4 separate regions of the Mus musculus genome follow, and regions 1, 3 and 4 are each linked to region 2. The links are chromatin contacts, called in public ChIA-PET and promoter capture Hi-C maps. All regions are on one chromosome and are shown on one strand. Each heading gives the region's core, a stretch centred on a gene start, on an enhancer-like site or on the middle of the called end of the contact. The rest is flanking DNA. Distances are from core to core; before and after follow the strand shown. Region 1 holds the start of Was (Wiskott-Aldrich syndrome). Region 2 holds the start of 2010204K13Rik (RIKEN cDNA 2010204K13 gene). Region 3 holds the start of Ebp (phenylalkylamine Ca2+ antagonist (emopamil) binding protein). Region 4 holds the start of Rbm3os (RNA binding motif protein 3, opposite strand).

What was found. Promoter capture Hi-C pulls out the DNA fragments that hold promoters and counts their contacts. ChIA-PET counts read pairs in DNA pulled down with a chosen protein or histone mark.
Region 1: a promoter capture Hi-C map of pre-B cells shows a contact between it and region 2, with 7 times the contacts expected there. The contact joins the promoter of Was here to the promoter of 2010204K13Rik in region 2. A contact is called at or near these places in 4 of 39 promoter capture datasets (cranial neural crest, pre-B cells, second pharyngeal arch cranial neural crest and 1 more), 3 of 484 Hi-C or Micro-C datasets (cortical neurons, embryonic stem cells and nephron progenitors), 5 of 115 datasets of contacts at active chromatin or transcription factors (astrocytes, embryonic stem cells, memory CD8 T cells and 1 more) and 1 of 9 other capture datasets (liver).
Region 3: a contact with region 2 is called in an RNA polymerase II ChIA-PET map of memory CD8 T cells, with 6 read pairs. The contact joins the promoter of Ebp here to the promoter of 2010204K13Rik in region 2. A contact is called at or near these places in 1 of 39 promoter capture datasets (liver), 2 of 115 datasets of contacts at active chromatin or transcription factors (memory CD8 T cells and pancreatic cancer cells) and 1 of 9 other capture datasets (pancreatic islet).
Region 4: a contact with region 2 is called in a promoter capture Hi-C map of pre-B cells, with 7 times the contacts expected there. The contact joins the promoter of Rbm3os here to the promoter of 2010204K13Rik in region 2. A contact is called at or near these places in 5 of 39 promoter capture datasets (cranial neural crest, liver, pre-B cells and 1 more) and 2 of 115 datasets of contacts at active chromatin or transcription factors (embryonic stem cells and memory CD8 T cells).

The regions. Positions count from the first base shown.
Region 1 is chrX:8,087,940-8,092,827 of GRCm38.p6, reverse strand. Was (Wiskott-Aldrich syndrome) reads left to right here and starts at 2,337. Exons shown (of 12, transcript NM_009515.2): 1 at 2,337-2,537; 2 at 2,844-2,984; 3 at 3,486-3,572; 4 at 3,690-3,792; 5 at 3,913-3,954; 6 at 4,051-4,104. The coding sequence starts at 2,400.
Region 2 is chrX:7,420,815-7,425,636 of GRCm38.p6, reverse strand. It overlaps 2010204K13Rik (RIKEN cDNA 2010204K13 gene), which reads left to right and starts at 2,649. Exons shown (of 2, transcript NR_027924.1): 1 at 2,649-2,758.
Region 3 is chrX:8,190,851-8,196,177 of GRCm38.p6, reverse strand. It overlaps Ebp (phenylalkylamine Ca2+ antagonist (emopamil) binding protein), which reads left to right and starts at 2,666. Exons shown (of 5, transcript NM_007898.3): 1 at 2,666-3,377. It overlaps Porcn (porcupine O-acyltransferase), which reads left to right. Exons shown (of 15, transcript NM_023638.4): 15 at 1,901-2,332. The coding sequence ends at 2,002.
Region 4 is chrX:8,142,013-8,147,021 of GRCm38.p6, reverse strand. It overlaps Rbm3os (RNA binding motif protein 3, opposite strand), which reads right to left and starts at 1,595. Exons shown (of 3, transcript NR_033561.1): 1 at 1,291-1,595; 2 at 404-530. It overlaps Rbm3 (RNA binding motif (RNP1, RRM) protein 3), which reads left to right and starts at 1,142. Exons shown (of 7, transcript NM_001166410.2): 1 at 1,142-1,384; 2 at 1,950-2,067; 3 at 2,343-2,449; 4 at 3,075-3,174; 5 at 3,271-3,364; 6 at 3,693-3,771; 7 at 4,067-4,666. The coding sequence starts at 1,965. The coding sequence ends at 3,750.

The DNA of each region.
Region 1 (4,888 bases), core at 1,088-3,587, 670 kb before region 2:
TCTCTTTTTCTCTTCTTTCTTTCCTTCCTTCCTTCCTTTTTTTTTTTTTTTTTTTTTTTTTTTTTTTTTTTTTTTTTTGAGCAAGGGTCTCATTATGCGGCTCTGGCTCTTCTAGAATTCACTATGTAGACCAGGCTGGCCTCAAATTCAAAGTGATCTTCTTGCCTCTGCATCCAGAATTCTGGAGTCAAAAGTGTGTGCCACCATACCCAGCATCCTACAATGGTTTTTTAAAGCCAAATATGTACTTGGAAAAGCCAGGGATGATGGCATCTGTAACCCCAGCATATGGGAGGAGGTAAAGATGGCTCAGAAGTTAAGAGCACTAACTGCTCTTCTAGAGGTCCTGAGTTCAATCCCCAGGATGGTCAGAAGTTTAATATCATCCACAGTTACACAAGTTCAAGGTCATCCTGGACTAAGTGAAACTCTATAGGTCCCACACCCTCCCCCGTAAATGAAAGAAAATAAGAATCAGGTTGTAAGGTGCTTCAGATCTGGAGATGTCAGTAGCTCTGTATGCTGTGGGCCCCATAAACTATTTGGAGACTGGGTGAGAGGCTGGAAGAAGTTGAAGGAATGATCTCAAAAGGTATTTGGAGCCTGAGTTTGGATCGAAGACCTTGTGCCTGCAGGCATAGACAGTCAAGTTCCAGGCAGCCCCGAGGACATCCAATTCAAAGGTTTGTACCCACATCTGAAAGCTGCTTAGGCATGTCAAACTGCTGTCCCTACCCCTGGTACCCTCCTTCCCAACTGGCCAGCCTCCTCCCTTAGGCAATGGGATCAGAAGGCATGAGGGTACAGCTCAGAGTTAGAGCACGTACTTACCATGGTCAAGGCCCGGGAGCCAATCCTTATCACCAAAAGTGGAGACAACTAAGCCTTCAAAGGTTCCCTACTTTCATAAAGTCCCAACATAATAAAAAAATCAATCAAGATGTTGTTTTAGTATTTATTTATTTATACTGTCAAGTCCTTCCTTCCCGAATGAGATTGAAAAGAAAGTAATTAGGGCCAGGCATGGTGATACAGGCCTTTAATCCCAGCACTCAGAAGGCAGAGGCAGATGGATCTCTGTGAGTTCAAGGCCAGCCTGGTCTATAGAGTGAGTTTTAGGACAGCCAGGGCTCTACACAGGGAAAACGTGTCTCAAAACAAACAAACAAACAAACAAACAAACAAAAGCAAAGCAAAGCAAAGCAAAACAAAACAAAAACCAAATAAAACAAAAACAAAAAACAAAAAAGGGGTGGGGGTCTGAGTTTAGGCTAGAGAGATTGTTGAGTGGTTAAGAGCACTGACTGCTCTTCCAGAGGACATAGGTTCAAATCCCAGAACACACATGGCAGCTCAGGACTGTCTGTAACTCTGACACCCTCACACAGACATACATGTAGGCAAAACACCAAGGCGCATAAAATAAAAATAAATTTTACAAAAGAAAGTAATTGGGGTCTGGAGAGATGGCTCAGTGATTAAGAGCACTGACTGTTCTTCCAGAGGTCCTGAGTTCAAATCCCAGAAACCACATGGTGGCTCACAGCATCTGTAATGAAGATCCAATGCCCTCTCCTGGTGTGTCTGAAGACAGCGACAGTGTACCCGCATACATGAAATAAATAAATGAAAAAGAAAGTAATTAGGGAGCTACAGGGGGCAAGAGTAAAAGATGGGGAAGTGAGTCATGGCCTTCTATATCATTGGCAACGTCCAAAGCTAGAGATTAGTTCATATGCCTTTTTTTTTTTTTTTTTTTTTTTTTTTTTGGTTTTTCGAGACAGGGTTTCTCTGTATAGCCCTGGCTGTCCTGGAACTCACTTTGTAGACCAGGCTGGCCTCGAACTCAGAAATCTGCCTGTCTCTGCCTCCTGAGTGCTGGGGTCAAAGGTGTGCGCCACCACGCCCGGCTCAATATGCCTTTAAAAGGAAAAGCTGTAATGCAATGGCCCTTTAGCACCTGGAGCCTTAGATTCAACCCCAGGCCAAGTCGGTGCTTTTGGAAGACGGAAGGAGGCTACACAGACTTGTGACTACTCTCTGCGTAGCTACCCTGAAGGAGAAGCTCTGCAGATGGCGTAGCTCTCCCTCAGTGTCCGACTAGAGCAAGGCTGATCTAAGCCTGTCAGAAGGAAATGGCCCCGCACAAAAAGGGAGAGGACGTTGGGAAGAAAGAAGAAAGGAAGATGCCCTGAGCTCATTACAAACTTGGATCTAGCCACGCAAATGGAGGAGGGCCCATGCCTGTCCTAGAGAGGAGAACAGGCCCTCTGGGGGGCCCTGGAGGACTTATTTCCCTTGTGGTTTATTGTACTTCCTGTTCCCCTGCTCACTGCGGAAGTTCCTCTTCTTACCCTGCACCCAGAGCTTAGCTGGAGAGGACTAAGGCAGAAGGCAGCATGAATAGTGGCCCTGGCCCTGTAGGAGGCAGGCCTGGGGGCCGAGGGGGACCAGCCGTTCAGCAGAACATTCCTTCCAACCTCCTCCAGGACCATGAAAACCAGAGACTCTTTGAGCTTCTTGGCCGAAAATGCTGGGTGAGTTGGGAGATCTCCTGGTCCTCCCAGTCTCCCTCCCTCTCCTCTTCTTCCTCTCTACTTCTTCTTCCCCGTTCTGCTTCCTCCTCTTACCCATATTTCCCTTCTCCTTGTTCCCATCATCCCTGTATCCCCCTTCTCCCCATCTCCTCTCCTCAGATTCACTCACTCCCCATTATCTTGATGTCTACTCCCCTTCCTCCTGGCTACAGCTCTTTCCCCAAGCTCATGAAAGCCACAGGCAGGCAAGGACCAGGCCTGGTGACCCATGAGCACACTGCACTGACCCCTGCTCTCCCCTCCTAGACACTGGCTACCACAGTTGTTCAGCTCTACCTGGCACTGCCCCCTGGAGCTGAGCACTGGACCATGGAACACTGCGGGGCTGTGTGCTTCGTGAAGGATAACCCTCAGAAGTCCTACTTCATCCGCCTTTATGGCCTACAGGTGACCCCATGCCCCACTGGACAGGAAAGCTAGTTCCCAACTTACAAAACCAGTTTTTGTCCACAGCTCCAAGCCTTCACTCATATCAGTGACCCCCTGAGCTCCAGAACCAAAGACCAATACAGATCCCAAGTTGTGTTTTTCTCATTCTGAGTCTAAGAAGACGGACCTCAGAAGGTTTATATCAAGACTTAGATCTGCTCCACAAATACCTGAGCCTCAGCCTCAAATATGTTCTAAATCATGTTGAATACTCTTAGAACTGGAATCTTAAATTCACAACGTGGAGCCTTCAACTCCTACATATAGGCTTTGGCTCCCAAACCCATATCTCTCATATCGGTGTCTGACTCTCAGACACCTAGAACCCAAACTCTGATAGTGAGCTGAAGCTGAAGAGCTTTAAATAAAACCCCGGGACACCAAACCTGGACACCATGCTCCAGTGGTCTGCCACCCAAGATGCCTGGATTTCAGCATGCACCTCCCCCCACTTTCCAGGCTGGTCGGCTACTCTGGGAACAGGAGCTGTACTCTCAGCTGGTTTATCTCACTCCCACCCCGTTCTTCCACACTTTTGCTGGAGATGTAAGTGAGCAGCTTGTGCATCCTTGCGCTGCAGTTGGGGGGGATGGGGAGGAGATGAGAAAGTCCCGGGGATGTGGGGGGCGTACTAGAAGTTTGCTGACCCCAAGGCATGTATAGGACTGTCAAGTAGGACTGAACTTTGCGGATGAGAGTGAAGCCCAGGCCTTCCGGGCCTTGGTGCAGGAGAAGATACAAAAAAGGAATCAGAGGCAAAGCGGAGGTAAGGAGGCCTTGGTGGGAATTGGGGGGAGGTAGGTTAGACAGAGGTGAGTGCACGGGTGTGAGGCTGGAAAAGCCCCTCTCATGGTTTTGGCTCTCAGTCCACCCTATTTAACCACAGAAAGACGCCAGCTACCACCACCACCAGCACCAATCAATGAGGGTGAGTCCTCTCGTTCAAATAAAGGTTATGAAGAACTAACCCAGAGATGTGGGGGAGCAAGATTAGGGCAGATCTGAACTCATTCCATTTTTCCAGAGAGAAGAGGAGGGCTCCCACCTGTGCCCCCACACCCGGGTGGAGATCATGGGGGTAAGTGGCAATTCTCACATCACTGGAGAGATGGTGGGGGTTAGTAGATGAATGAGTACTTGAGTCTGTCTGTAAATTCATAAAGAGGTGGATGGTGGGTGGACAGATGAGCACGGTGATAGATTGGTGGCAGACATGGCTAAATTGGGAGATGGACTGATGATGGCTTATAGATAAATAGGTACATGAGTATTTGGGTAAATGGATGAAAACTTACTTGCATTTAAGTAATGAATAGGTGGTTCAGAGAATTCATGAATGGGCATGTAAACAGATGAACAGTGGACAAAGAGGGCCGCTGAGATGGAACAGCGCTTGCCACCAAGCCTAGACACCATCGTTCTAGCCCCAGAATCCACATAAAGATAGGAAAGAAACAATTCCACAAAGTTGTCCTCTGACCTCCACACATGTGCCTTGCACGCACACACACATAATATACATTTAAAGAATTCAATCACAAAAGTGGGATGAGAGAATATTCTATCCAAGGAAGATCAAATGATTAGGTGTGAATGAATGAATAACTTAATAAGCTTTTTAGCCAACCAGCCAGAGAATGGATGAGTCAGTACTTGAATGGTAAAGACACATGAATTGGTGACTCTTTCAGTGTTTTTTTGGGATCCATCCACCGCTCTGTAGGCCTTGTTTAGACCTCTCTCATCTGTTTCCTCCATGTCCATCAAACATATCCACAAACTTCTCCAATGAGCTTTCTATTTCTTGCCCCTGGGCTTCGGCTAGTAAGTGCGTTGGCCAGTGGTTCATTCACCATTTTTCC
Region 2 (4,822 bases), core at 1,400-3,899:
CATATATATACTAGTGTCTTTGGGTCATTGTATTAATAAAATACTCCTTGTTTGCTCTTATCTTCTTCCAAGCTCCAGACACTGATTGCCACGTTCAATATCAACAAGAATCAGCCCTTTATCCCCTTAGCAATTCAGTATGGATTTTCTAAAACAGTGCTACTTCATGTTTTAGAAGCCCTATAATTGCCATGTAGTAATAGAGAGTCTACAATTATAAAGATGAATAAATCCAAAATATATGTTAATGGATGTAAATTTAGTTTAATGTTAGAGGTGGTAAATATAGTTTTAAATAAGTATTTGTCATACAAACATTTTTTCAATGTTTACTCTGTACAAAAAGGTATATATATATTATATGTATATATATATACATATATATATATATATGAATAGTTGCTGAAAACCATCTTTTGGGGCAGGTTTATTTCTTTTTAATTTCTTTTTATTTCATTTTATTATTCAAAGTATTTGGTTTGCTATGGTATTTTTGAGCATAATTTGTTTATGCTGGTCTTCCTTCTCTCCTCCCCGTCCCCTTGCCTCTCCTACCCTCTCAGCCTCCTTCCTGCTTCCATGCCATGTCATGTCTTCTATTTTTGTTCTCTCCCCTCATCAACACCTCCATCAACACCTTCTTTCTCCCCTTTTGTCTCCTTTCTAGTTTCATATCACACAACACACACACACACACACACACACACACACACACACACACACACACATCTGTACATGAGAGAGAACATCCAGTATTTCACTGCCCGCCTGCCTGCCTGCCTGTCTTCTTTTCTTTCTCTTCTTTTTTCTCCCCGAGACAGGGTTTCTCTGCTTGGCTGACTTCCTGGAACTTGCTCTGTAGACCAAGCTGGCTTTGAACTCAGAAATCCGCCTGCCTCTTCCTTTCTGAATCTGGATCACCTCACTTAACAAAACAATGTCCAGGTCCATCCTTTTCCCTTTCAATTTCTTTTTTAAAGTACATGAGTTATTTAACTTTTCTGAGTAGTAATCATAGAGTCAGACAATTACATTCACTGCTAACCATTTGTTGCTAATTAAAACAAACAAACAAACAAACAAACAAACAAAAAACAGTTTTCTAGGATTGGTTTTTAAAAAATTACTTGATATTTAGGCACCAAGAAGTAAAATCTGTATCTTTGATTTTCTTAGGTTAATTTTATGTGGGTGTTTTTAATGTTTTTTATAAATTAAGTTTGTTCTGTAATAATGTCATATATGTTTATATATATGGATTCTGACTGCTCTAATCCTTACTTTCTTGTCTCTCTCTCACCCCTGTCCTCCCTTTCCTACACTCATGGCTTCTTGTTTTGTGACATACTCAGTTTAAAAAGGGTTGCTTATGTGACTGTAACTGTGGAGTTATGCACTGGACCTGGCTGGCTTCCCTAGTGGGTACATATCTGAAGATAATGATATCCGGTCTTCCAGAGTCTACCAATAGCCAATAGTTCCCCAGGGTCCTGTAAGTACTGACAAGGTAGGTAAGGGGAGGTGCTGCTTCAAGTAGGGTAGCCTTGGGAGCCTTGTCCTCTTTGAGTCTCAATTTTGTCACCTTTAAAATGCTACCAATTACTACCCCACAGGGTTTCCACACGTTGGCACTGTGCGGTGGTGTAAAGAGGTGCCCTGTCCCCAAAGGCACTGTGAACATTGCCTGTATCCAAATCTGAACTTTCTCAAAACTATAGCTTAAGGACCTGAATATACCAGAGATGGGGACCAGTCCCACTTGCTGCCCATTAACAGGCTTGCCTTACACCTCACCACGCTTTCTTGCTGCTGCAGAGAGTCCGCTCTCTTCTTCCACATTTCATTGTCACCTCAGGCTGCAATATATCAGGTGACACACTTGCTGTTCTCAGGTGAGGACAGTCACGTCCTACTCCAGATCTGTAAATGAGGTCCACAGGCCAGTGTGGCCTCAGCTCACATCTGCTATCAAGATACTGTCCTAATTAGAAAAAGCAAGCTGTAGAACAGTGTGTACAATATATTTGTGTGCATTGTAAGATAAACATATGAAGTATGCTTATGTATTTGTAAACAAATTATGAAGGAATATGTGAGGAGTTACGCTTTTGACTAGTTCTAATGGGAAGAAAGGAGACTTTTTACTCATTATTATAATTTGAAAGTTGTTACCAGGAATACAGTTTCTTTCATAATAAAAAACCTTTAAGTAAAAACATAGATAACATATAGAAACATATAGTCATGTGTTGTATGATGATGTTTGATCAACAGACCACATATATGATGGTGATCCTGTAAGACTGTGATGAGGATGAAATAAATTCTTATTGCCAAAAGATGGCAGAGCAATTGCCAAATAAGTAACACTACAGTACTCATATGTGTGTGGTGACGCTGGTGTAAATGCAGATGCAGTACTAAAAATAGGTAACAGCCAAACTCCACAGGTATCTGCAGCTCTTGGTTTGCTCATCTGTGAAATCATAGCTAATCCATAGGGCCACAATCCATAGGACCACTGTGCTCATTGAATGACTCACGCTCAGGAAATGCTTCTGCTTAGCAAAATAATGGTATAGAAGAGGCAGAAGGCAGGCTGGTTTGATGTGATAATCTCTTTCGCCACCTTGTGGTTGGTGACGCACAAGTCAGCCGTGCCGCGACACGTGTTAATAAGCAGAGACTCGAGCTTCCTCCAAGTTTGGACCTTAGTGGGCCGGATGATTTGGAACTTGGAGAACTGAGAAATAAAAACGTAAGTAGGTAGCTTATGGCTCTTTCATTTTAGGTCCTTATTGTCTAGACGCTTTACTTACATTCCCTACGCGTGCGTGCGTGCGCGCGTGCACGAGCACACGGGGAAACTCCCCCCTCCCCCCTGCCCCCGGTACTTAAAGAAGGTAAAATGTGCGTGTGTGTGCGTGTGTGCGCGCGTGTGTGTGTGCGTGCGCGCGCGCGCGTGTAAGGTGTTCGTGCTGGTGACTACAGAGGTTACAAGAGGGGCATTGGATCGATCCCCCCCCCCCGAACGTGAGTTATGGACCACCACGTGGGTCTTAGGAATTGAACCCAGACCCTCTGTGAGAATTAAGTGCTCTCAACTATTTATGCATCTTCCCACCTCCAAGTGTTAGTTTCCACAAGTAGATGTTGTGGATGTTCTAGAGACATAGTTCGGAACTCAACCACAGCAGTGTCCATGCGGACAAGAAGAGGGAACATACATGTTTCTACTACTTAGTCTCTAAATCAGATTTCTAGCCAGCTACAAGTTTCTTTGAGCTCCCTAATAGGTCGAGGGGGAGGGGCGTGCACACACACATACCCATGCCATCTATCATCTATATCATCTGTCGTCTACCTTGTTACCTAAGGAAGGAAAACCAGTGTCCCTGCGCAGAAATGTATGTGAGCTAAACACTCAAACACATAAGATAAATAAATCTTAGTTGATTCTAATCCTTACTGTCCCTTGGTCATGGTCTATCACATCCATGGGGCATGGCTTCTGCCAGGCAGTTCTTGTTTTCCTCATGAGCCAAAGTTGTATGGAAGAGCATCCAATCAGTAGAACCTACTAGGGCATAGTCCTTCCCCTAGGCTAAGCTTGGGTTTCCATCCGAGGGAGGCAGGACTCTGAATGGAAGGATTTCTGAAAAAATTACAAGGACTGTTGAGAAATGCTTGGGTAAGGCAGGGAACCATGAGTACTTCAGATCTTGTCTTCCTTTCCCAGATCCAGCTCTCCCAACAACAGTAGGCTTGAGAGATGTATGGCCCAGGCACACCTGGGAATCTAGAGCTGCCTAATTTTTGGTTAGGTTACATTTAAGCTATTTTCTGGGTAGGTAATGTGTTAACAAATGGGAGGGTTGTTTTTGGACTAGGGTCTCCACTGGAGTATGGATCATGCTGTCTAATTTACCATTGTATTACGTAGCTCAGTGCCTCATGAACAAACTAAGTTGGTCATTGCCTTGAACGTGTATATTTTTATTGACATTTCAGGCCCCTAATCTCAAGAGAAGCCTAAGGAGTGTTGTTTTGGTGTCTTGTTAACTAAGGGAAATCTAGAGGCAGCCCCAGTCTTATAATCTACAGTTTCCCATAGGGCTTCTGACTCCCTCCCTTTCCAGAGAGAGGTCTTTCTCTCTTCCACAGTCAGTGTCTCCATTCTGATACTTCTATGCAGCCAGATGTTTTCTAGGGCCAGTTCTGCTCTCAGGACATGTTTTCAGGAGGAAGAGATGAATCATTCTAGCTTTGGTATTGCTGCATCTGAAATCCTGTTGGCATTGAACTTAATATCCAGGGGGGATGGTTGAGCTTGCCTGCAGCCTTGGCATTTGAGCAAGTACCTTATCTCTAGCTTTGTCTGTGACTGCTAAATGGCCACTAGAGGGAGCCAGTGGAGCTTTGGTGGAACATGGCACTTCCTGTTTGCACTCGGTTCCTGTTCTGGGGGGGAAGAAAAAAAATCACTGTTGCTTAGCAACAAGAAAGCCAATCATGCTTGCGTCTCATGCCTCTGTCACTAACCCCAAGTGAGACATAGAACATAAAGTCTCCTTCAGATATTATATACTGTAACGGTTTGGAACTTACTGGTCACTTGAAATGTGGCCTGTGATCTCATTATTTTAAATGGATGGAACTTGAGAATCTCATCCTGAGTGAGATAACCCAGAGCCAGAAGGACACGCATGGTATGTACTCACTTATAAGTGGACATTAAATGCAGGATAACCATGCTACAATCTACAGGCCCAAAGAAACTGGGTAATAAGGAGGTCCTGAGGGAGGATGTGCGAGTCTTACT
Region 3 (5,327 bases), core at 1,417-3,916, 770 kb before region 2:
TGTGAACCACCATGTAGTTGCTGGGATTTGAACTCAGGACCTTTGGAAGAGCAGTTGATGCTCTTAACCGCTGAGCCATCTCACCATCCCCAATTTTTAAATTCTTAATTGAAAATAAAATTTCATGTTACTTTCCTAATTACAAATATTTTTTTAGAAGTTTTCCTTGGGCTGGAGAGATAGCTCAGTGGTTAAGAGCACAGACTGCTCTTCCAAAGGTCCTGAGTTCAAATCCCAGCAACCACATGGTGGCTCACAACCATCTGTAATGAGATCTGATGCCCTCTTCTGGTGTGTCTGAAGTCAGCTACAGTGTACTTACATATAATAAATAAATAAATCTTAAAAAAAAAGTTTTTCCTTCAGATTGAGTGTAGAGAATCTGAATTTGCAGCTAGGCACTCAGGAGGCAGAGGCAGGCCCTGTCTCTGAGCTCAAGGCCAGCCTGGTTCATGGAGTTCTATAGGCTGGCCTGAGTTCCAGGACAGCCAGGGTTACACAGAGAAACCCTGTCTCCTAAAAAAAGTAAGTAGGTAAAGCTCTGGGTGTTTTTTTTTGTTTTGTTTTGTTTTGTTTTGTTGTTATTATCATTTCAGTCCAGGCTGACTTGAAACTTGTTTGTCAAATCTCAGTCTCCCTAGTGTGAAGATTACTTGTGTCTCTGGGCAGTGGTGGCACACGCCTTTAATCCCAGGACACAGGAGGCAGAGGCAGGCGGATCTCTGAGTTCAAGGCCAGCCTGGTCTACAGATGAAGTTACTGGACAGCCAAGGCCACACCGAGAAACGCTGTCTTGAGAAAAAGAAAGATTACGAGAGTCAGCCGTCAAGCCCACTTTGGTTTCTTTTTAGAGAAAACGTTGCTCTTTGTTTCAGCCTCCCAAATCGACATTATAGGCGCACACCACCATGTCAGGCTTTACCACTTCTTAAAACATTTTAGTTCTGGCTGTGGTAGTACATGATTTTACTCCCAGCACTCAGGAGGCAGAGGCAGGTGGATTTCTGTGAGTTTGAGGCCAGCCTGGTCTACATAGTAAGCTTCAGGCCAACCAGGGCTACACACACACACACACACACACACACACACACACACACACACACACAAACCCTGCCTTGAAAAAAAAGACTTTAAGGCTGGGAGTATAGCTCAGTGGTAGAGCCTTTGTCTGCCTGCCATGCTTGGAATGTGATCTTTAGCACCCCTAAAACAAACCAAAAAAGTAAGTATTGTAGAGACTCACTGCAAAATGTGCACACATTCAATTTTATTCTATTAACCCACTTCCTCAAAGCATATCAAAAACATACACTCTATATTTTAATTTCTTTCCCCTTGAGACAGGGTTTCTCTGTGTAGCCCTGGCTGTCCTAGAACTCACTCTGTAGACCAAGCTGGCCTCGAACTCAGAAATCGGCCTGCCTCCCAAGTGCTAAGTGCTGGGACTAAAGGTGTGCATCACCACGTCTGGCTTCCCCCAATTTTTTAAGTACACAGTCTTCCTTTTTTTTTTTTTTCATTGCAAGAATTTGTCAGGGTTTACTTTGTCCTGTATTGGTAGACACTCAGATTTCTAGTGGTCTCATATACAAACGACCTCAGGGATCAGCATGACCCACCACATCCAACATATTTTTAAAATAACTCTTTTTGGTGTGCTGGAAATCAAAACCTGGGGCCTCCCCATGTAGACCCTCCCATCAAGCTGTATACTCAGCCCCTTAAAATGATCTTTAAAGAAGAAGAAACCAAACTGTATCTGGTCACCCTTGATAAGCACCTAGACCCTTCTTTTACTCAGGAATATGAAATACCAAAGATCCCTGGGCAAGAGATGGGTTTTCCGGAGACTCACTGTCCTTGTTGAATTTCAAAATCATGACTTGTTTCTCTCCCACAGGGCTACGGCATGGCATACACTGTCCACAAGTGGTCAGAGCTCAGCTGGGCCAGTCACTGGGTCACTTTTGGATGCTGGATCTTCTACCGTCTCATAGGCTGAGGCATATGACCATCATAATCCCCTTCAATACCCCTCCTTAGGGTGCCAACTCTGATGGGGGATGAGAAAAGACCCTTTCTCTACTCCTTTTCCCTTATCCATTCTTGACCCCCAACACCCCTCCACACAACATAGGAACACACACAACTTTCTATGCCTGTCAATCCTCACCCCGCCACCAGGCAGGAAGGGGGTGGTCCTTATTGGGCCAAGGAACGATGGATACTTGGGAAAGCAGACAGGAGCAGATCCAGGGCCTCTGCGCCTGCCGTCTCCCTTTTTTATATGCAGTTTGTTATTGTCGAATAAAAGTAGAACTTACACAACAGGCTCGGTTTTTTGGTTTTTTGTTTTTTTTTTTTTTTTTCACTGATCAGAGGGGAAAAAGGGAAAGCAAAGAAATTCCACCACACATAAAGGTTTGGAAACTGAAAATCGTGGAGAGGGAAAATAAAATTGTGATCTATTCGCGATGAATTCAACATGGTCTGTGATTGGCTAATGAGTCTATGATGGCGGGGTCCTGGTCCTGCTTGCGTAGAGCAGGGACAGATTTTGTGGGGGAGGCTTAGTAATACTTCATGGAAAACTGGGGGATCCCTGTACTGATTGGTTCGTCAGATTCGAACGGGGCGGGGTAGGGCAAGACAGAAGAAGGGTTGATGCCTACTGGTCCGTAGGTAATAATTAAAATGACAGTTTGAGATGATCAATATTCTGACTAAATGCTGACGAGGTCTGTTTGCCAACTTGTTTACCGTCATGCCTTCTGTTTGGCTTTTAAGAACTGGCACTGTTGAGAGTCTACACCAACTGCTCAGCAGGAGTGAGGGTTTGAAGGTGACCGATGCTGTTAGGACTGGAGAGTTCTGAGCTCTGGTGGGCGCTAGGTTTGTTTGTACTGAATGTAATCCACCTGTCGTATTCTCTGCATTTGGGCTAAGAATGGGTCCGGGAACTGATTGGTTGCCTAGAAAACTTAGAAGACCACGCAACTCCGGTCACTAGCAAATGTTGAGGGTTTCAAATTTCAGCCTCATCTTGTGCGATTGATAAGAGGGCAGGGAAATTGAAGCTCAGAATAGCATAGATTTGCTATCGGGAGAAAGCGCCCACAGACCTTGGAGGTCTCCACCCTACTCCTGACTTGGTCTCAGCCAACAGGGAAGATGACACCATAGGCGAGGACAGGGCCTGCGACATTCGGAGGACTCCTATTGGCAGAAGCCACCTTCTCCACTTCACTATTGGTCCGCTCCATCGGGCGGGGAAGCGCTAGAGCTGAGCGGAACTGGGGCTATTAGGGAGCCTGCAGGTCTTCCTGGAAAGTCGCAAGCCTGTGTTAGGAAGTCGCCCTGCGATCGCGCCGCCTGGGGTGAGTGCCAGCCAGCTTGTCCGAGCCCCTCCACGTGCCCAGACCCTCCACGACAGCGGTTTGCCTGCGAGTCCTGCCCTACCCTGCGCTTGCGCGGGACCCGGGCCCTAAATCGGTTGTCCAGACGACGGAAGACTCGCCCTCTCGTTGGGCAGCTACAGTGGAGGGTTCTGGTTGTGATTGGTGGTCTCTGGGCTTTGTTTTCCTTTCTCTTGGTTAGCGCCGCCCGTGAGACCCCTGCTTTTGCTACTTCTAGCTTGTTGCAGGGTGGCACACTAATTGCCTGGACTCTTGCTTTTGAAACGTGGTGCTTGGGGCCGCAGCTCTGATTCCTCATCTCTGCAGCCCCCTGCGGGTGGGAGTAGCGTCCAGTTAAATCTCAGCCACTGGACCCTGCAGTGCACCCCGACTACATTCCTGTGTCTTTCCAACAAACTGAGCCCCAAAGTGCTAGGACCTGGCTTGTTGACAGTGACTCGCCCACCAGACTGTGATCATACTCTGTGACTAGCAACCAGAAGTACAACTCGATGATGCTGGCAGTACAATCTGATGATTCCTCTTTAGAGCCTCAGGAGCCTCTGCCTAGGTGTACCAGCGGCCTTGAAACCCGCTGTGTCAGAAAAAAACGATAGGGGGTATCACAATGAAGCAAAGTTAGAGAGTTTCTGCTGCACTTGACAAAGGAAAGGAATGCACCTAGGCACCCAGCAGAAGCTCTTTATCTGACTTGGAGGTCTTGGAAGCTACTTAATGTCTAAGTTTGTTTGAATGTAGTATCTTGCTATTTAGTTCTGGCTACCCTGAACTTTCTGCCTCCCAAGTGCTGGGATTAAAGACCTGCGCCACCATGCCCAGCTTCCCCGAACTTTCTAGGTAGACCAGGCTAGCTATGGCAATGCTTCAGCTTCGCCCCGCAGAATGTTGGGATTTCAGGTATGTGCTACCATGCAGTGTTATATAACTGAGTGGAAATATTAAGGAAAGTGTGAGCCGGGAGGTGGTGGCGCACGCCTTTAATCCCAGCACTTGGGAGGCAGAGGCAGGTGGATTTCTGAGTTCGAGGCCAGCCTGGTCTACAAAGTGAGCTCCAGGACAGTCAGAGCTATAAAGAGAAACCCTGTCTTGAAAAAACCAAAAACAAAAGAAAAGAAAAAAAAAAAGGAAAGTGTGTGGTTGGGGACTTTTTTTTTTTTTAATGCACTGTGCTTAAGCAGTAGATTTCAGTACTTACTTGCCGGTGAAGATGGTAGAGAAAACTTGTTGATCAAAGAAATCTTTATGCATGTTTGGCAAGGACTTTGGATTTGAGTCCATTACCCAGTTTTGACAGGTTTGTGCTGTTTGTTTCGCAGAAGGGTTTATAGTTCTTTTACAGGTGACCTTGTCAAATACGTCAACATCTCTGCCATTCCTACCGAGAGAGTGAGGAGGACCTTTTTCCTTCTCATGGCTACTCGATTTTCTACCTAGCTCTCCTGTCACAAGCCAGGCCCGCTTCTTGTTGCTATACTTGCCAGGGGCCTCAGCCAAGCCTTTATTCTTTATAAGGTTTCAGATCTGAGCTATGGTCCCTTTTTAAGATTTATTTTATTTTATATGTGTATTTGAGTATTATGACTATTATGAGTATTATTTTATATGAGTATTATGACTGCATGTATGTATGTGCCCACAGAAGCCAGAAGGTGTTGGATCCCCTGGAACTGGAGTTAGAAATGGTTGTGAGCCACCATGTGGGTGCTTGGAATTGAACTCAGGTCCTTTGCAAGAGAAAGTGCTCTAAATCACGGATACATCCCCAGTTATATTCTTTTTTTAAAAAATGGTATTTATTTAATGTATATGAGTACACTGTAGCTATCATCAGACACCCCAGAAGAGGGCATAAGATCTCATTACAGATGGTTGTGAGCCACCATGTGGTTGCTGGGAGTTGAACTCAGTACC
Region 4 (5,009 bases), core at 346-2,845, 720 kb before region 2:
AAAGCAGACACAGCTCTCTCTCTTTGTTGGGATATAAGCCAAGGGACTTGCACATACTAGGAAGGCACTCTGCCACTGAGCTGAACCCTATAGAAGGACTGAGGACCTTAAACTAAAAGCAAAAGTATACAGCTAACGTAATAAGCTGCAGAAGAGTATCTTTGGGACCTGGGCAGGGAGGATTTCTTTAAAAGTACAGACACGCTGGTTGTGGTGATGATCCCAGCACTGAAGAGGCTGAGGCAAAAGTTTTATGAGTTCCAGGGTGACCTGAGCATACAGTGAGGGACAGACCACAGGGTGAGAAATATTAGAACAACAAAAAGTATTCAACTAAAGATAACTACTTACAAATTTAATAAAAATCCATGAAAATCACTGAGAAATGTGGGAATAAGCTTACCAGGAATTACAGATGAATGGCATCCAAAGGGTAGCAAATCGATTTGTGGTGGGGTTGGTGGAGGAGTGGGAGGCAGGCCTTTACAATGTTGAACAAATTTATTCTAGGAGTCAACAATGTAGAGTTCCTGGAGGCAAACAAGTTATTAGGCACTGAAGGCTGGGAAAGATCACATCGTCAGGCAGTGGACTTAGACACTACTTGCTATGGATTTCATTATGTACTGCAAAAGTTCATCCTTTCGATCAAGACCCAGTATCCCGAATAGAGAGTAAAATTCGTTTAGTGGATTGAGATTTGCATCCTTTGAAGCTAGGCTACCTGGCTTGCTGAACGCATTATCAGGCGTAAAGAGACTGTCAGATAAGGATGCAAACTTAAGTCAGAGGATGACACCAAGGGAAGGAGTCCGCTAACACACAGCTATATGTTAGGAGGAGGGGCTAAGCATTCGGAAATGTAAGGTTTGACAGGAAGAACTCTGAAGGCCTCGGGGCCTTAAGGGATATGCAGTTAAAGGTCTAAAAAGAAAAGATTGGTTTCTGAGGACGGCAGTTCGCTGGCACCGACCTACTGTCAGTTAGGACTTCCTATGGAAAGGGAGAGATGACGTCAAAAACACTGAAAATGACGTCAGGGAGGAAAAGGCTCTATGGATCCAACCGTTTGAGATGGAAAGGGGGCCAGTCTCTCGGGCAGAAAGGAGATGCTTATAGGAGAACGCACTGAACTCATAAAGCTCCTCTCGATTCCCGGAAGCGGCGAGGCAAATTGCTGCCTCCGCCTTCCTCGTCCTCTTCCCAACCCCCCCCCCCCGCTGGCCTCAACCAATGAGCACGCACGCCAGGGCGCGCTGGGGGACGTTGTGTGACGTCTCGGCTACGCACGCTTTATCAGGCGTCTTCCCGCGCCGCAGTCTCTCTGTTCTCCCGGTTCCTTCGAGCTCGTCGTCTCTGCCGTCCTCTGACTTTTAATTTCCAGGTAAGCGCCTTCGCCTTGCTCAGCGCTCGTTCCCCACCTCACTTCCTTGCCCTCTATGGGCGAGGGACGAGGGCAGGAAGAGTTGTGGCCGCTGATATGTGGGCTTGAGCTTTGAGGAGGGTTAGTCCCAGGCTCGAAGGCAAAAATGTATTCATTGTGAGGCGGGCGTGCTGCATCGGAACGGGAGAAATGCCGGAAGGCACGGGCTCGGGCGGCGGCGGGGACCACGCGCCAACCTGTACCGGCTGTCCCTTCCCACGTGACCGCCGCCATCTTGTTCTGCGGGGAAAGAGGAAATGCAATGCTGCTGTAGGCCTGCGCGACCGTACAAAATGACGGGCGTGGCAGCCTGGGATGTTGTGGGCATGCGCGATAGGAGTCATCAAATGGCGGATGGGCTCACCCAGCCTTGCTGGTTCCCGCCTTTTCTGCTCCCGAGCCTCTTGCCATTTGAATTGTCTCTTTTAACCCATTTTCTGTCTTCGCTGTAATTCTCTGTATCCGGATATTGTACACCTCACTACCTGCCACATTGACTCCCCAATAATTCGTGCACTCCCTTTAGGACTTGCCTTCTGCCATGTCGTCTGAAGAAGGGAAACTCTTCGTAGGAGGGCTCAACTTCAACACCGATGAACAGGCACTTGAAGACCACTTCAGCAGCTTTGGGCCTATCTCTGAGGGTGAGCCATGGACCAGCCCCGGGGTTGAGGGTTGGTGGAGAAGAGCTAGTCTAGAACTAAAACCTGAAATTCTCTTTAACTTCCATGTCTGTACGGTAACGGTTAGGCTGAAATAAATTCAGTTGGATACAGGATTTTTTTTTTTTTAAACAGGAGCGGGGGGGTTGGCGGGGTCCTAATTCTCCCAAGTGCTATTTGATCTGTGGCTGTGCCTGGCTATTACTTTCTACTTAGATGTTAGGGTTCTAACATTTGTCTTTCTGCCCCTCCCCCAGTGGTTGTTGTCAAGGACCGGGAGACTCAAAGATCCCGGGGTTTTGGCTTCATCACCTTCACAAACCCAGAGCATGCCTCAGATGCGATGAGAGCTATGAATGGAGAGGTGAGGCCTCCTGCCTGCACAGGGGCCGTCTCCCTGTCTGCCACTTTCTTCGTTCTTTCTGTTTTCCCTCTATGTCTGCCAGGGGCAGCGTGGCCACTCACAGGAGCATGACTGCCTTCTGTTCTAGGGGGTGGAGGGCAGCGGCAGACAGAGCCGGGCTGCCTGGGAGGCGACGACTGGTCCTGCATGAGGCGGAGAAGCCACCTGTGGATGGTTGACCTGCTCTGGGCTTAGGTAGTAGAGTCTGCAGAGCTGTGGGCCTGGCAGAGGACCGGAGAGGACCTCGTGAGTCTGCTGGGATGGACTCTGAAGCCTCAGACCGAGAGAGGTGTCTAGCCCTAATAGTCGGGCAGCTTAGAGGAGTGGGGAGGATACGTCAGCCTGAGTTCAGTCAAGATGTAAGTAGTAGCAGGGGAGACCGGTGGATTCAGGTCTTTTTGTGGGATTCCATAGCTCCTGGTGAAGCCATTCTGGTCAGCGGAGCTTGGCTTGGACGAGGCACCCAGAATTTGGTGCCCAGCAGGAATTTCTGGGCTCTTGCCTACACCTACCTGCCTGTGCCCATTCTTCCCTCATCCCTACTGTGACTGACAATTCCTTGTGTCTGTCTCCTTCCCATACCTAGTCCCTGGATGGGCGCCAAATCCGAGTTGATCATGCAGGAAAGTCTGCCAGGGGATCCAGAGGGGGTGCCTTTGGTGGGCGTGGTCGCAGTTACTCTAGAGGTAAGTGCAGTCATGGTTTGATTATGAGATTAAGTAGCGCTATTTAATGTTAAGAGCCTATGTCTGAACAGCTACTATTTGAATATTTTTCTGTAGGTGGTGGAGACCAGGGATATGGAAGTGGAAGATATGACAGTCGTCCTGGAGGATATGGATATGGGTATGGGCGGTCTAGAGACTACAGTGGCAGGTGGGTATTGAGAGGTTGGGATAGTCAGGTACCAGTGTTTTTAAATCTAGTTTATGCTGAAAATGGGAATTTTACATAGTGCTCATATTTTATGTATCCTGTTTATTATACATTTTTTAAGAGTATTATGTGGCTTGGATATATCAAAGGTCAATTGCCCGTGCCCACCATGTACCAATCTCAAGAATACAGTCTCCATCACCTGAAAACTGACTAACATTTCTATTGTGAATCTGCTATTATGAAACATGACATGTATAGTTTTTAGTGTTTAATGTCTACAATGTAGAATACATTCTTGTAAAACAATATCGCTTTTTCCCAGAAGCCAGGGTGGCTATGACCGCTACTCAGGAGGAAATTACAGAGACAATTATGACAACTGAGATGGGGCATGCACACAAAATGTAGGTGAGACCTGAAGATTGGCATTGCGTCAACCTGTTATCATCAGACCCTCTTCTCCCTTTTGCTTTTCTTCTCGCCACACTGCCCTTTATCTCTGCTGCCTTGATGCCTAACCCAGCCACTTGGGTGCTCTTGCTGTTACATGCATGCCAGAGCTAGTTGAAGGGGGGGCGGAGGCGGGGCATGGTAGAAATAAAAGAGGTGGTATGCTGCATCTTTATCAACTCTGGGAGGTAAGCGTGTTATCAGTCTGTTTCTTCCTGACATCAAAATTCTACCTCTTACTATTCTCAGATACACAAGGAATAACACTTCTGATCCAGGATCGTCCTTGCAAATTGCTGTATTTATAAAGATTTTTGGAGCTGCGCTGAAACGTCTGTTTTAGTACATCAAGTTCTATTTTTGAATTGAGCTCCCAAGGTAGTTTGTTAAAGAACTTTTAGAAAGCTCCATGTGTTCTTTAAACATTTTTTCCCTTTTAAAAACAAATTTTAAGACATTTGTTACAGTCCCAATATTTTTCCTTTTATCAGAATTTTTGTTTAGGCACTCAGGATTATTGTTTCTGGCCAAAAGAAAAAAGTGGCCAGGCTAAATCAGTTTTTAAAGTTGATGTGTATTTAGGGACATTTTAAAACCTTGTAAACAATGTTTATCATGGCCAGAAAGTGATTTCTGAATGTACCTATGAACAATCCGAGTCAAGATCATGATTGCTTAGAGATGTTTTTTATTAAAGATCACCATCCTGATTATATAGAAGAGCTTCTTTAAAATGTTTGTGAATGTCATTTTTTAATACTGGAAGAAAAGTATTCTGTTGTGTCTGATGTGTTTAGGATGTCCTTTATGGAGCTAATTAAAAGATGAAACCTGAACACAAATCAATACTGATAATGCTTTTTCCTTATTCAAACCCAGTTTACAATTTAGAGCGAGAGGCAAGTCAGGAAGATGAAGCTTGGAAAACATACTGGGATGGATGGGCAGGAACTGTCAGAAGGGTTGAGGCTTGAATTTGAAGTTAGTTTGGGTATATGGTGAGACATGAAATGTGATGGATACAGATGAAAGTCAGTCCCCTTCTGACTAGAATTGGGTTTTCTGAAATTGTTTCTTGGTTCTTTTCACAACTATTACTTTAAGTTTGCTTTTCTGGGTACAAGGTAGATGGATATCCTCCTTGCAAGATTGTTCTGAGAAGATAAGTGCCTTAATCTCATAACATGGGCAG